2 separate regions of the Mus musculus genome follow, and region 2 is linked to region 1. A link is a contact called in public HiChIP or PLAC-seq data. All regions are on one chromosome and are shown on one strand. Each heading gives the region's core, a stretch centred on a gene start, on an enhancer-like site or on the middle of the called end of the contact. The rest is flanking DNA. Distances are from core to core; before and after follow the strand shown.

Region 1 (2,700 bases), core at 197-2,696:
TGAAATGCTCTCTAATAGAAAGCACAGTGGCCAGACCCCAAGACCAGTGGGAGAAAAATACTCAAAAAGGATAAAAGTGACTTGCGATTAGCTCTGGTGTAGAGTTCAAAACAAAATCAGACTTTGCAGGTAGCATGAACATTTTTGAAACAAGATGGGAGAAAAATCTCACAATGTAGGGTGGAAGAGGAGAGTAAACATTGTTTTGGACCAAAGAAATTATGAATGAATAGAGAGAGGCCCATGGACCTTACAACTGAGCACCCCATGATCTGGCTATGGGGATTGTTTGAGAACCTTCTATGTCCACCTCATATTGTTTCTGAGCTCAGTGATAAAAGAGGGGAAATTCATGAAGAAAGAGGCTTTGAGAAGGGCAAGCCTTTTGTAAGCCTTTTGTTGGGATCACGATGGCACATTTCAGGCTAAGAAGTCATCTAGATTGGTTCTCTGACATGATCACGTTTTGTTTCTGTCACTCAGAAATACCCATTCCACACCGAGCTGAACCCAGCCATTCCTCCATGGCTTCTACTTCAGTAGCATATGCAGGTATTTTCTGCTTTATTTCCTTTGTCATTGGTCTTGCCTCCTCTCCTCCTCCTCTTCTCTGTCTCTAAAATCATGGTTACGGCCCCAAGTCTCTCAGTAGAGGAACAGATGGAAGTGCAAGAGCAGTGGAGACATCGAAGCTACTCGGAGCTTCCAGGGTCATCTGGGAACCTTGACAGCACACCCAGCTTCCTTGAGTGGTCTCCATGCAGACTACCAAGTAGCTTTACTCTTGATGATGCTTACATTGGTTTTCAAAATAAGAGGCCTTTACGAAAAGGTCAAAAATGACTTACAATGCGGGGAGAGGGAGGCGTTACTGTAGCCTGCCCTTAGTGTTTGCTAAAGGCCATGCAGTGTGCTCTAATAGAAACTTCTTCTCTTTCAGAGTCCGAATGATTCCGTAAATATTGTTGTTGTTTGGGAAAATATGAAATATGTTTAGTCAATAAAAAACAAAGCCTCCAGGCAAAGCTGGAAATAGTGACGTCAGTGACCTACTCACTGGAGGTGTGTGTGTGTGTGTGTGTGTGTGTGTGTGTGTGTGTGTGTGTGTGTTTGTGTACACACATGTTTTTCACTTTCGGTGTTGTTTCAGAGTGAAAGCAACAGATGCTTCCTTCACAGGCTTCTTGTTTCCTGGTTTTCAAAGCCTCTCCGTTTGTTTGGTTTTATTTTAAGGTCCAGTGTTCCTTAGTCCTTCTGAGAGCATGGGGAGGCCTGTCAGGCTATATGTGCCCCCCTCCCTCTCTCTCTCTCTCTCTGTCTCTCTCTCTCTCTCATTAACCCACTCTTCTGTGTGTGATACCAAGTGGAAGTGTGAGGCACCACAAACTGCTTTGAGCAGAGCCCACTTCCCTTCGCCCGCAGAGTGTAAAGCAGTTATACCAACATCAATCAAGGGAAACCCACAGGCTGAGCTCACACCGTTGAAGCAGGTGCGTGAGTGAGGCAGGCACACAGGATCATGGCAATGCCCTGGCACTGTGCCCACAAATGGCAGTTACGATGGTGTGTGGGCTGTGGCTGCTGCACCCTGCAGAGCCCCCCTCTCCCCCCGAGTCTGCTCTTCCTCTGAAACACAATGAGTGGGTCCCCTACCCTTGAGTTAGCCTCCTCTGCCATTTCAGCTTTCATTCAAATTTATAACGCAGAAGTTGTAAGGAAATATTACTTTGTTTTCTTTCTGTGGTACCTTCTGGAAAGACCCCTTTAAAATTATTCATCAAGCAAACCACTGATTTACTGAGATAAATGAAGCAAATACAAGGTTTAAAAATGTGTTTGTTTGTGCTTGGTAGCCTGAGGTGGGAGGACCACAAGATTGAGGCCAGCCTAAGGAACCAGTGGAGAGAGACCCTGGCTCAAAATGAAAAAAAGTAAAAATCAAATTAGTGAGGACTAGGAGGCCTGTTCGGTGGCAGCACATTTGCCAAGCTGGCCTGAGACCCTGGACTCATTCCTCAGTATAACAAAACAGAAATAAGTCCATCATCTGTACATGCATAGCACATACCAGTGCTTACATATATGACCCGTGACCATCTTCACATGTGTATATGTATACATGCTTGTGGGTAGATTATGTGTGATACTTAAATACACAGGTGTCTATGCATACACACATATAACCTCAAACCAGGTTTAAAAATCAAACTTCTACAGGTTGTGCGATAAAGAGAATGTGAGAATCTAAGACAATGACACGGTGGAGATGATTTTTAAAAAGGTAGAAGAAACACATGTGTGATCCAAGTGACAGTGACCCGGTCTAATCCAGGTGACAGCGGCCTGGTATAATATAGTGGCTCATGGAAATTTCTGTAAAAGTTTCCTGTCATCCCCCCCCCCCAATTTTTTAGTAGGTATTTCCCCGAAAGTCCCCCATACCCTCCCCCACTCTCCTACCCATCCACTCCCACTTCTTTGCTCTGGTGTTCCCCTGTACTGGGGCATATAAAGTTTGCAAGACCAAGGGGCCTCTCTTTCCAATGATGGCCGACTAGACCATCTTCTGCTACATATGTAGCTAGAGACATGAGCTCTGGGGATACTGGTTAATTCATATTGTTGTTCCACCTATAGGGTTGCAGACCCCTTTAGCTCCTTGGGTACTTTCTCTAGCTCCTCCCTTGGGGGCCCTGTGTT
Region 2 (2,700 bases), core at 57-2,556, 70 kb after region 1:
TTTGTGAGAGGGATTAATGTGTCCCTGGATATAAGAATATAAGCATTACATTAAAATTTAATTAAATATGACTCAAATGTATATTGATAAAAGCAGAACATCAGTGACCAAACCCACAAGTACACTGAAACAAATGGTCAAAGTCAGAGTGACTTTTAGAGGGTTGTTTGTTTTTGTAAGAGGTTGAACACAATTTGTTTAACGAGTTTGTGTTTGTTAAACATTTTTACTGTGTAGAAAGTGGGTGATGTGTGCAAAGAACTTCATGTGTTCTGTTATATTTTACTTTGGATTAATTAAATACCTGTTTCATCTAGTTCTTGTAAAGCTAAAACTAATCCTTATATATAAGGTACTCAAAGCCATGATGAGCACATCTCATGCTTCTTTAATGTACAGCTGTGGTTATTTACTTGTGTGTGAATCTTGTATTTGAGTCTACTGTATATTCTGCAATCTATGAACATCTTTGCCATCAGCTCTACTGATACAGAACTCTGACTCAGTTTCCAATACCAAGTGCACCATGCTCTGGTGCCTCATCACTAGTAAAAGAAAATGAATCTGACCTCTCTGAGGGAAGCAGACAAAGTTCTGAATGAATTTGTGTTGTTGTCATGTGCAAAGTCATGTCTAGGACCCAAAGCCTCCCCAGGGTCAGGCTCAGGAAAAAGACAAATCCTTCCCTTGATTAGTGAGCAGATGTATGTATAGACATCCCAACTACAGCTTCCTCCTCCTCATGTTTACAACCTGAGACTGTTACTCTGTAGAGTCCACTGACTGAGATTAGCTGAAATCCTGCCTCCTCCTACAGCTCTTTACCTCTATATCTCCTCCTACAGCTCTATACCTGCCTCCTCAATTCACATATTTAAAATAAATGCTCCAAGATTGCAGACAGTTGCTAGTGTGTCTCCATCAGAGTGCATGGCCCATTCAGTCTGTCCCCCTTCTGTGTGTGTTCTTTTTCATTTCCCCATCACTGCAGTCAGGTCAACTGAAAAGCCATGCAGACATAGGACCTCTATTATTGTCTCATCTTTGAGTAGACTGTCAGTCTTAGTTAGGGTTTGTATTGCTGTGAAGAGACACCATGAGCACAACTCTTATAAAGGAAAACATTTAATTCAGCTGGCTTACAGTTTCAGAGGTTTAGTCCATTATCATAGCAGAGCATAGTAGCATGCAGGCAGATGTGTTGCTGGAGAAGAGCTGAGTGTTCTATATCTGGATCCATAGCACTGTGTGCTAAGTAGACTGTGTAACACTGGCCATACTTGTGGTTATAATACCACAAAGCCCACCTTCACAGTGACACACTTCCCCTAACAAGGCTATTCAAACAAAGCCACAACTCTTAGTAGTGCTACCCACTGTGGACCAAGCATTCAAACACATGAGTCTATGGGGGCCATTCCTATTTAAACCCCCACACCACCATTCTTTCATTTTCACAAGTCAGAAAGATAGATGCCACACACATGCTCCAAAACCACGGCCATGATCCTTCTTTCTCTCACTTTCAGTTTCCCACCACAGTTATTTAGTTAGGTCAACTAAATTTCCATTAAGATTCTTCCATTTCTCAGCAGTTCCATTGTCACTGACATCATGTAAGCCAGGAATTCTGCTAGCTGATATCTGGAGTTCCATAAGAGATGGCCCTATTTTTGTTATATCTACTCATCACCCCCAGCAAGTCCCCTGCTGTCACTATGACACTCATTTTAAAGGGTGGCCTAATCTCTCTTTGTACCAAAACTTTCCATCATTTCCTCTTATTTTAACATTACACCCATGTTTAGATCCACCAGACCTGGCCTGTGGGGTTTACTATAATGCCCGTTGCTTAGATATGTCTGTCATCTTTATCAGTATATTGGTACCCTGCTCTCTCAAATTGGGAGATCACTGTACATGGTAGGAATTTCTCCCACTGTCCTACTTACATGTGAATTTGTATGCACTTACTAAATATTACCTCAAACCTCTCTTCTTCCCAAACACTTTTTGCTCTAGTTAGCTTCAGTGGTCAACTTGAGTTATCAAAGGCAATTTCAATTGGACTATAGACCAATTTGTATGGCAATAGTCAAATTAGCCTGTGATTGTATTCGTGAGAGACTCTCTTGATTGACAGACAATTGACATGGAAAGGACAAGTCCATTGTGGGTGGCATCATCACTAGACAGACGGGCCTGCGGTGGATAAAGAAGGTAGCTGAACATGAGCTAGTGGATGAACCAGAGAACAAGCCAGCAAGCAACTTTTATCCATGCTTTTGAGAAAAACAACTTCCTTGAGTTACTGTTCTGACTTCCCTCAATTATGATTATGATATGGAAGTATGAGCCAAATGAATCCTTTCTTTCTACATTGCATTTTGTCATGTTTATCTCAGTGACAGAAAATCAAACTAAGTTACATGTGTTCTCTCCCATTGTGCTATCACCCTACAGAGTATATTATCCACATTTTGTGTTTGTGTTGATCATTCTCTGGAAGAATCAGAGCTCAAGAAAGCTGTTATGTTCATGAGTACAGTTTATTGCATAGAAAGGGCACAAATGCAAATCAACAAAAGGAAAGCATAGTGAGTGATGAAGCTGAGGAAGAGTAGAGTGGCTGTAAATGTAAATGTCTCTTTTATTTCCCCAGATGAAGGGATGAGATGAGAGCCATAGCCAAGGAGCACA

The links. HiChIP or PLAC-seq counts read pairs in DNA pulled down with a chosen protein or histone mark.
Region 2: a contact with region 1 is called in a BATF HiChIP or PLAC-seq map of CD8 T cells, with 10 read pairs. The contact joins two enhancer-like sites. A contact is called at or near these places in 1 of 15 datasets of contacts at CTCF or cohesin (CD8 T cells), 3 of 484 Hi-C or Micro-C datasets (CD8 T cells, the HPC-7 cell line and nephron progenitors) and 1 of 115 datasets of contacts at active chromatin or transcription factors (CD8 T cells).

The regions. Positions count from the first base shown.
Region 1 is chr13:28,511,522-28,514,221 of GRCm38.p6, reverse strand. The region is part of intron 7 of 2610307P16Rik (RIKEN cDNA 2610307P16 gene); the gene reads left to right. Among named protein-coding and RNA genes, the nearest start is that of Gm40841, 91 kb to the right of the region's middle. Within about 2 kb of position 1,446, at least 93 of the 459 cell types and tissues checked have an H3K27ac peak or open chromatin away from gene starts, as enhancers often do. A contact at or near this core is called in CD8 T cells, where this site is marked.
Region 2 is chr13:28,441,042-28,443,741 of GRCm38.p6, reverse strand. No RefSeq gene overlaps it. Among named protein-coding and RNA genes, the nearest start is that of Gm40841, 21 kb to the right of the region's middle. Within about 2 kb of position 1,306, at least 9 of the 459 cell types and tissues checked have an H3K27ac peak or open chromatin away from gene starts, as enhancers often do. A contact at or near this core is called in CD8 T cells, where this site is marked.